2 separate regions of the Mus musculus genome follow, and region 1 is linked to region 2. A link is a contact called in public Hi-C data. All regions are on one chromosome and are shown on one strand. Each heading gives the region's core, a stretch centred on a gene start, on an enhancer-like site or on the middle of the called end of the contact. The rest is flanking DNA. Distances are from core to core; before and after follow the strand shown.

Region 1 (5,384 bases), core at 571-3,070, 470 kb after region 2:
ACTTGCTTATTGCTCTGAGCCTGCACTCTGCCAGCACCAGCAATTGATCTCTAGCAAGCTCAAATTACAGTGAAGGACCATTATACTGGTTAAGGGGTCTCTCTGTGCATCTAGGCTCCACTTTGTGGTGCTGCAGTGAAGTTTAACCAAATCCTGGTCCTTGGGGTATCAAATACACATGGCCCACACTTGTGAAATGCAAACAGTCTCTAACCTCGTTGCATGGAGAGACGAAAAGAAAATCTTATAAAACCATCAATTATGTTTCCTCGTCAGGAAAGGATGGAACATCGGAGACATAAGCTAATTCTGTATTTCTGGAAAATGGCAAATAGATTCAGTCAAAATCATGATTGCTTTGCTCAAAGTTTCAACAGGAAAAACACACACGCACACACGCACACACGGGTCACTAAGTAGCAAACATTAGAAAAAGCAAATTGTCCAGGGAGGAGGAGCCTCCAGAAGCTGGTAACTTCCATGCCTGCCATGCACGTGCCCGGGACACAGGGCCGCCAGGTCCACCCGACAATGAGCATACTAGAAATTGAAAAATAGAATTTCTGAGCTCTACACTTGGTCCCGTTGCCCCTGGAAGTGCAAAGTCAAGGTTGAGATTGCTTCTAAGCCCACTTGCTCGGGAGGGGTGGAATTCTATTCCCACATGGAGGGTGTTGCTCACAATGGCCTGACATTATTCCCCAATAGGAATGTATCTAATGTACCATGATTACACACATACATACACACACACACACACACACACACACACAGAAATCCAAGATCAGAAAATATTTTTTTCTCTAAATTTCTGTCTCTCTCTCTTTTCACCTGAGAACGGCACCTACAGTTTCCATTAAAAAGAAAAAGAAAAGAAAAAAAGTAGAAAACCAAAAACAAACAAAACAAAACAAAACGAAAAGCAGTCTCACCAGTTGCTGGTGTGTCAGCTCTTTTCAGGGACTGTCTAAAGGTTTAACACTGTCCTAACGGAAGAAGGGACGAGAAGAAAGGAGGGGACAAGCAAATGAAGATGGTGATCGCTTCGGGACGAATTTGGCACTTGCTCAAAGATATGGTGTCTCGTGCAAGGGTTAGGGGTCTCTAAGGAAAACGGTTGTTGACTCTGTTGTGTAGAAGCAATGAAGGCAAACACAGGCTCTTGTTTTCCTCTCTGCCCCCAGCCCCTCGCACATGCCTCCATCTTTAAAGCAGAGAGATAGAGGGTGGAGGGAACTGACCGCAGTCTTCCCCCTGTCTGTCAGGTGCAAGATAACAACCAAAAGGAAAAGAAAAGAGGAGCAAACCCAGAACCACCCTTCCTCCCCACTCCCCCCGCCCCCAAACAGAACAGAACAGAACAAAACTTATTTCTTTTTAAAAATTGTAGCACAGAACAACATAACACATTCACAAGCCACTTGTTGGCACTGTGTACCTGAGTGAGGATTTCTAATATAGAACAAACAGCCATAAAGTTTATTAAAAAAAAAAAAAGTTGACGGGTGAGACTTCAGTGCTGGGGTGTAGCAGCTGAGTTACTGGCACTGTTTAACCCATAGCTTATTTCGATCTCTTCTTCTTGATGACGTTTTTGCTTGTAATTTTTTTTCTTTCTTTCTTTCTTTCTTTTCTTTCCGAGCCTTTTGAGGCTGAGGTCTATTTGTCAGCTGATGTCCCAACTATATAAGACTAACAGTTAAAATAACAGTCAGTGTATGAGAGAGTTAATGTGCTTGGCCACTGGGAAGGATGAACCGGACAGGGCTTCTTCAAGTCCTCGGCTCACCACAGTCTGTTGGCCCTTATCAGTTGGCTTGTCCCGCAATGTGGTTTTCGCTGTCACTCCCATAATCCACATCCGGGTCCTCCTCCTCCTCATCGTACTCCTCGTAAATCTCTCCGTTGATGTCCTCAGCCTGGATCTCTTCCTTGATGTGGGGCTCCTCTCCCTTGGCGCCGTAAGTGCTCTGGATCACGGGCATCCCGGGCTCCGGGCTGCTGGACACGCTCGAGTGCTCGGAGGGCAGGTGAGGGGACGGCATTCCTGCCATGGCGATGGCGCTGGGGTATACAACTCCGGCCGTCGCGATGGGGATCTGTGCTTGTTGCCTGTCACAGAAAGAGAAGGTGAGTGTGCACGGGAGGTCTCGGCTTGACTGCCTCGGTACCGCCTCACTCGAACCGAACCAGCATTCGCCCAATTAGCCAACATGTTCATGTGACATCCTGTGCTGATTCTAGCGTCTTACCTGCCCGCATTGTGCTTCATAGATCCGGGGGCATTAAGAATTGCCATTTGATAATTGAGGTAGTCCTACTTTATTATTATTAGGGGAAAATGTGGCATAGGGGGGAAATAAGCAAATTTACCCAAGACCTTGACTCCCAGATCACTTTGGCTTCACTATGACCAGGAGGTGTCTGACTTTTGTTTTTCTCACAATGGAGCCTAAAGATAGTTCAAGTATAATGGGGACCAGAGTGGGGGGGGACCTCTAAACTATTTACAACTTTCAAAATAACATTATGAGTCCCTCAAACATGAGAAGGTAACATGTTATCCACCTACTGTGTGAAATGGTGTTAGCCCTTTGGGGGATCAGAGTCAGGGCTAGCCTCAGACAAACCACCTCAGAAATCACCTACGCCTGCTTCTATTGTCCCACTCCATGGACTCTCTAAATCCTTTAACCTGGGAACTCCACCTTCTCGGGTTTGTACTGGACCTTAGAGACAGATTTAGCTGGTCCTGTCAGGGTGAGTTCACAGACATTCATGTGGGCTTCCTTCTCTCAGTCTTTTGAAGATTTACTCTGGACTCCAGAAAAAGGCCCCACCCACCATGAACCTTGCATAGAGCACACTGGCTCTTTCAAAGGAATGGAGGGCGTGTGGCAGGTACCACCACTTTTCTTTTATTATCCATCCTCCTTCCGACTATAATCAGAATGGTGTTTGCTCTCCTAAGTTTGCTGGACGCCACTGTTTCCGGCATGAGTGACTTTATCCCTGCGTGTCTTGAGTTTCCCACAGTGTTACTATAGGCAGCACACAACATCACTGTGCGTGAACTCTCTATGGGAAGCAGAGGGAACATCCTCCGGGCAGGTTCAAGTTCAGATGGAACGCTCCTGTCCACAAACTTGCTGTGTCCTAAATCTAATTTCTACTATATGAGATATCCACACAGGAGTTGTGTGTTCATGCGTGTGGGTATATGTGTGGTGGGGGAGGGGTGGCTCAGCAAATCCACAGAAACCTGTGATTCAACTGGAATCCCTCTTAGGTTGTGTTATCTCAACAAAGCTGCCAGTGGTGAAACCTATCATGGTACAACATTGGAAGTCATGAGCACCAGCCAGGCAAAGAACTGGCTACCTCCAGCATACCTCTAAGGTTCTAACTGCAAGCATAAAGACGATGCTTATGGTTGAATCGGATCTGCCTTCAGAGAAGTTGGGATAAAACCCTCAGAGGAGCAGGCAGCTTGCAGTGGCTCCCCCTCTAAACAAATAGATAACTGCCTGTCTAGACAGTATGTAGGTATTTATGGCTTCATATAGGGTACAAAATAATCTTAGAAAGAAGGCTGCAGGTTCATTTCAAAAGGTTGCCTTGGAAATGAGTAGAAAAGGGGATTGAGGAGAGTCGTGTGTGTGTGTGTGTGTGTGTGTGTGTGTGTGTGTGTGTGTGTGTATTGGGAAGGTGGCTCTGTGTGACACAGGAAGTTCCCATACCCAACGTTGAAGTACTGTCGCATTTCCTGCCTCCGGTTCCGCATGATGGCCTTGTACTCCCCGATACGCAGTTTCTTGCCGTCCACCAGACAGGTGCGCTTTGGCCTAGGCTTGTACTTGTAGTCCGGGTACTTCTCCAGGTGCTGTTTGCTGAGGCGGGCCTGCTCCTCATAGTATGGCTGTTTCTCTAGGTTGGTCATAGCTTTCCAGCGAGATCCTGTGGAGACAAGGAGGTTACAATGCCAATTTGCAGTGTTTCTAAGAATCCTAAAAAAAGGAGATGCCGTGGAGAACAAGAAAGAAGTTGAAAGAAAATGTTGGCCAAAAGCCAGAGCTATATAAACATGTTTCTGATTAGCAAGATCAACTTGAAAGGCGAGATTTCACAAGAACAGGGGTGTCTGCAAGAAAATTATGCACCCAAAGACACAGGCGCTGGGCAGTGTATTATTTTTGACTTGAATGAACAGTTTAACTAAACTTGCTTATTATGCACTGAAAAGCTCAAGAATTTCATAGGACGCAGTTACATCGATAAACGCTCCACATGAAGTCGTCCCATGTTGTGAATCTGACTTACTGAGTCTTTGAGTATTTCTATGTGAGGGCATAGTGCTCTCACAAAAGTTCATATATCACGTGCTTTCAGAAACCACGTCTGTAGAAAACACCGGGTTTAGAAATGAACCCCTCTAAGTGGGGGATGCATAGGATTGGGGGGGTTCCATGTGTGAGAGCTGTGCTAAGAACGTGGGTCATCTTGGGTCCTGGGACAGCTCATTGGGTGCAGGCACTGGTGGCTGGCCCAGACTTAGATGGTGGATGGAGAGAACTGACCTCCTGGAAGTCACCCCCTACCTCCACTCGGGGTCCCCCAGGCTCACAAGATAAGTTACAATGGTTTTAAAAATGACATTTTGTGATCTTGCTATTGTGCTATGAGGTAGACATCATTCTAGCTGTTTTCATAATGAGAGAACTGATTTTCACACACATGAAATCGCCTACCCAACATCACGAAGATCTGACTCATAAATGTGTGTTATATACATATGTACCATAATAAATATGCACTGAGCCAGACTCTTATTTTAATGACCCCCCTCTCCACTAAGCAAGACTTTTATTTTACTGATTCCTCCTTTAAGAGGAAAGATGTCTTGTCTCATGATTATCTGTGTTAGTGGTAGTGACCTGTTTTATTTTTTTTTCCTTTTTACTGTTTCGTGTTTAATCTAACTTGTATTTACAGAGAAAAAACAAATTTGAAGTGTCACTAAAAATAGCATGTGCTAATTCTCAGTTTAGATGTGGTCTTGATTCTGTCAGTGTGGCCATGTGTGAACTGAGTCGTGGGGTTAGTGTAACCAGAAACCCAGACTTTAAGATCTAATGGCAGGTGAGGCATGCTTCTCTGAAAACAAAGCAGCGCCACCTGAGTCAAACGTACAGATCCAACCGCAGGGGCTGCTCACAGCTGCAGATGGTGTGTGGCCCCCTCCTTGTATCCAGTTTTAGCCTGGAATTCCATCCTCAGGATGTGCTGGCCAAGAAGGGGAAGCTAATATCTGACCGTGGGGTGCTTAGAGCTAAGTCTTTCTGAGGAGTGAGGTGGTGAAGAGCAGATGTGATCACTGGTGGAAA
Region 2 (5,139 bases), core at 1,297-3,796:
CCCAGCATCCATAAAAATGCCAGTTGGGTGTGGTTAGTCTGTAATTCTAGTGATTGGGAAATAGTGACAAGGGACCCCCCAGGACATTCTGGTAAGGGAGATCAGCTGAATTGGTGAGCTCTGGGTTCAAGTGAGAGACCCTACTTCAAGATATAAGGTGGAGAGCAATGTCAGCCTCTGGCCTCCACATGCACATGCATACACAAAGATGTGCATTCCCATACACACACACACACACACACACACACACACACACACACACACACACACACACACACACTCACACACACCATCCACAAACAGAACATCCATGAGATTTCTTCAGCTGTAGTTTTTACAAGCAGTATCTGTGAGTGCCTCTGTAGTCTGGCTTGCAAGGGCTCATGAACACAGTGGCTTGATTCTGCACTAGACATGGCTTCCCATTGTGCATTTCCAGAAGTCCAATGAAACTAAAATCTGGTGATAGCAGTGTGGGAGACTATGCAAACACCAGGGCTGGCTGAGTAACAACTGAGTGTGGCAAGAAGGAAATCGGGTTCAGCATGACTCAGCACGACTCAGCATGACTCAGCACGACTCAGCACGACTCAGCATGACTCAGCACGACTCAGCATGACTCAGCATGACTCAGTCAAGGGTGTTGGTTCCAACTTGTAGAGCCTGACCCCTGACAGCTTACTTTAGACAAATGTAAGTACAAGTTTGGAAAAAAGGTTGACTACATGGAAACTCTTCTGCAGAGTTATATGTGACCTCTTCCATAAGAATGGGTTCTACAGCTCATGGGCCTAGGAGAGGATCTGGTGTGGTCTAGGTCATCAAGCTATAAAGTCTTTGTGACATCTCACCTAAGAATTTCTCTGGACTGAGACACAATGCTCAATATAAAGACCTAGAGAGGAAAGGTCTGGGTTAAATATAATAGTCTGTGGGATTAGGGTGTGGCCCTACAGACAACCAGAGTATTAACCACCATGATGGTGGTTATATATCCCAGCCCAGTGAAGAAACAAGTCTGTGTGTGTAATGTTCCTGGTATCCCTGGTGCTTATGTGTGAGCACAGGGACCCTGAGCCTTCCGCAACAGCAGGAATTCAGTGTCCTTATTTTTCTGTTTCTTTTTCTTTATTTTTTTCATATAACATGTTTGATCATATTCCTGGTCCTCCCCCAATTCCTCTCATATCCTTTCTACATCCCAACCCATACAACTTGATGTTCTTTCTCTCTCTTTCTTTTTCAAAACAAAAATAAATTATAAAATCAAAACAAACTAGCAGAAAAATCAATAAGACAAAACAAAACAGAGAATCCATTTGTGTGTGTGTGTGTGTTTGTGTATGTGTGTGCATTGACCAGCTACCCTTGAGCCCCCAGCTTGCCCTGGATAGTGGTTGCTATCCCGTTGGTGAAAACTAGTAGTCCTTTGCCCAGAAGGTATCAACTGTTGTAAATTTCTCCTTGGTTATGGGTAGAACTTTGTGTTTATTTTCTCTCCTTAATTCTGGAATTTTCTTTGGTTTGAACCTGGGTTGGTCTTACATGTGCTGTTGCAGTCTCGGTGAGTTCATGTATTACTTTTGTGCTTCAAAAGTACTTCAGTACTTTTGGCAAAAGCTTTTACAGTTTTATTTGTATAGGATATGGCAGGGCCTTTTGTGGCCATGACCGTGGTCTCAGTGCTAAGGGTCTGCAGAGATCTACCCCTGAGACATTTTTGGGCTTGCTGCTTGGTTGTTTACATTCCTCGAGGTATAGGCTTTAGAAGACAGACAACTTATCTACATTGTGGGGACATGCATGGATGGCTTGTGGCTTTGGTATCCCTTGGTGTAGAGCTTCAGAGAATGGACAGAGGAAATATTAATGCTACCAGGTAGTGTGGTTGTTGGTACCATAGTACTGGAGATGCAGAACATGGATGTGACCTTCCCTCGATCTCATGGGGTGAGTGTGAGTGATAGCGTAGCATCAGTGACAAGTCTGGGCTGCGGAGAAACCCTTTTCTTGAAGCACAACAAGTGTGATGCTGACAGCCGTGCCTTGGGGGTTTAGGATACAGATGAGACCCCTGGATGCTCCCAAGGGACAGGATTTGGATTTCCCATGGAGCAGGTTTATGCCTGTGGCAGCTGCTGGTCTTGCTGCTGGGTGTTGAGTGGCTAGCCTTCCATTCTCAGGCCTGAGGCTTCTGATAGTGTCCTTGACGAATCTATTAGCCTCCCCTCTGTGTCAGGGTGACAAAGAGGTGGCAGTTGTATTAATAGCAACTGGGCTTCTGGGGGCATTGAGAGGGCTCAGCCTGAGTTCCTTTTCTGTAGCAGGGCTGTCACTTCAACTCTAACCAGCTAGCAGAGCGGATTTAAAGCTTGTGGGAGTCTGTGGACATCTCTAGTTGGGATGGCCAGTCTACTGCTCTGCTGGAGATGCCTGGTATTTTCTAGCTTCTCTTTGGCCAGCTGGACCCATCCTGTCATCAGCAGCTCAGGAAGCTGGGGCTTCAGTTGCAATTTGCTTTGTTCTTGGGTCTCAGCTGCCTGTCAGAATCAAGCTGTTCATTATTCCTGACACTTCCTTGTTCTCTGTGGCAGAGGATACTCAGGGCACTGCTCTGCAGCCATCTTCTACAGAATACGCACCAAAGTGAAGTAAGCCCACACACAGGCGGGCAGAGACTTTGTGATGTCATGATATGCAAGAAAAATTGATTCCCTAGGAGCTGAATGGGGTTAGCAGAGGCTGGGATGGGGAGGAGGGTGGTCTGCAAGTTACCAGAGAGAAGGTCTGAAGGAAGGCGGAAGGAAAGAAGAGCTTTGAGATGTGTAGCACTGTCAAGTGACTACAGTCAAGATGATGGACAGCAAAACTCCAGTGTATCACCCAACAAATGTCAAGGAAGATGATGGACACATTGATGATGCTTGATTTAATTACTCTGCACTGTGTACACACATCAAATGCCACATTGTTCTCCATGCATTTCAAGTTTATGATTTGTCAATTAGAACACTGTAAGTAAAAATGTAGTAAAAACAAGTAAATCAATCATAAAAAAGCAAAGGATCGGAGCAGATGCATACTCAGAAAGTTATCCAAGTCGTCAACAAACTCGTGGGAAAGATACCGGGTTTCACCTTGCGCCCAGCCTGTTAAAGGCAGAAGGTTCCACGAGTCACAGGGGATTTGGAGAAATGAAAACTTTTGATCCGGGTGTGGTGGCTCGTGCTTACAACCCCAGTGCTTAGGATGGTGAGACGGGACGATTGCCATAGTGTGAGGTCAGCTTGGAATACACAGTGATGCCTTGTCTCAAAACAACAATGTCAACAACGGCCAAACTAAAACAAGCAAAGCGAATCAGACAAACAAAAGGCTCAGACAGAAGGCTGCCTGTTTTGTAAAATGTTAGGTTTCTGTCAACTTGACATGGGCCAGGGCCTTCTGGGTAAACGGGACTTCAGTTGGGAAAGTGTGTCCATCAAATTGGCCCACAGGCAGACAAGTCAGTAATTGATATGGGAGGGCCCTGGAGTGTCTATGAAAGCAAACGGAGCAAAACCACAAGGGCTTACCAGTAGGAACATTTTTCTGAGGCCTCTGCTTCCGTCCCTCCTTCCAGATTCCCACCCAAACTTCCTCCGTGATGGAGAGTGAGAGAGTTGTGAGATAAAATAAGCCCTTTTCTTCCTTCCCAAGTTGCTTTTGGTCATGATGTTTACCACAGCAATAGGAACATCAACTAGGGTACCCAGACATGCCACAGAAATACATATGCATTGAATTTGTTTGTAAATGTTTATATCAGCACTGTTTATAACCCTACCCAAGAAGAAAACAACTTATATGCCTATCAAAGATGACTGCCTAAATACCACGTGCTACAGATTCAGCCATAAAAAGAATTGTAGTAGGAAATATTTAATCTCAATTTGGGGGTTTCTACCACACCTTTGATCATTCAGTTTTCAGATAAAAGACACACAACCTTTATGTTTATAATAAGCCTTAATCAGCACTAGAGCTGGGCAGCTATTAGAATCTACTTCCCCATCAATAACCCTGAATTACAACTTGCTATATTCTATCTGAGCTTCTCTTACCTCCAATCGGCCAGCCCTCATGGCCTTGTTTTCATAACTCACATACCCCTTGGTGTCTCTCCTCTCTCTGCTTTCTTCCTTCTCATCCTTATGGTCTGTCCTCAGATCCCCAGCCCAGGGACCCAACTCTACCTGTCTCTCATCTGCCCAGCTATAGGCTGTAGACATCTTAATTCTCCAATCAGGGATAACTTGGAGCGCAGTTTACATAGCATCACTTGTGAACGGGCAGATTCTCTTATCTCTTGGGGCTGCCAGGCCTTGGGGGCTAATGTCTAGCATTATACAGCAAATGACCAAACCTCAACAAGGAGTGAAGTATACACACACACCAGAGTAAGAAATGAACACGGAGAATCCTAACTGAGTGAAAACAGCCAGGCTTGAAACCCCAAGTTAGTGCTCCAGGGCTGGGAAAGCCGCCCACGTATGCCACAGCTGTCTAGAGACTTCGAGCGTGCAGGTTGCACACGGAGGGAGAGTAAGGACTGGATGCTAAGAGATAGGGGAATCCTCTTTTTGGGGAGAGTTAAAAATTGTCAAATTAGATAACAGAGGTAAAGATACAAACAGGTGAGATAATATGCAATTATATATCGACAAATCAGTTTAAATGTAATATAGGTAAAAGAGCAGGGTCCTGTGATAGGCATTTTCTTTCAAATCTCCTGGTTTTTAAAATATTTGTTGTATATGCTTGTGTTATGCATGTATATGTGTGTGTGTGTACGCATGTGCATGTTTGTGACTCATGGTGCACATGTGGAGGTGAGAAGACATCTTTTGGAAGTTGTTGCTCATCTTCCATCTAGTTGAGGCAGAGTTAAGAGAACCCCTGTGAGGTTTGGTCTATTGCTATGTATTGTAAGGCTAAATTCTGTACCTGAAGGTCTAGGCCTAAGAGTGACTGCTCATGTTTGCAAGCTTTTGTTGTGCAAGCCTTGTTCCTTGGTTTAAAACTACTGGTTAAATAAAGTTGGCTACAGCCAATTACTGGAGGGATTAGAGGTAGGTTGGTTAGGACTGACTAGGTTGG

What was found. Hi-C and Micro-C count contacts between places; a contact is called where the count stands out from the background.
Region 1: a contact with region 2 is called in a Hi-C map of the HPC-7 cell line, with 2.2 times the contacts expected there. The contact joins two enhancer-like sites. A contact is called at or near these places in 2 of 484 Hi-C or Micro-C datasets (the G1E-ER4 cell line and the HPC-7 cell line).

The regions. Positions count from the first base shown.
Region 1 is chr6:143,831,456-143,836,839 of GRCm38.p6, forward strand. Sox5 (SRY (sex determining region Y)-box 5) reads right to left here. Exons shown (of 15, transcript NM_011444.3): 14 at 3,741-3,957; 15 at 1-2,112. The coding sequence ends at 1,809. Among named protein-coding and RNA genes, the nearest start is that of Gm52484, 59 kb to the right of the region's middle. Within about 2 kb of position 1,821, at least 12 of the 459 cell types and tissues checked have an H3K27ac peak or open chromatin away from gene starts, as enhancers often do. A contact at or near this core is called in the HPC-7 cell line, where this site is marked.
Region 2 is chr6:143,365,500-143,370,638 of GRCm38.p6, forward strand. No RefSeq gene overlaps it. Among named protein-coding and RNA genes, the nearest start is that of Gm31427, 85 kb to the right of the region's middle. Within about 2 kb of position 2,547, at least 17 of the 459 cell types and tissues checked have an H3K27ac peak or open chromatin away from gene starts, as enhancers often do. A contact at or near this core is called in the HPC-7 cell line, where this site is marked.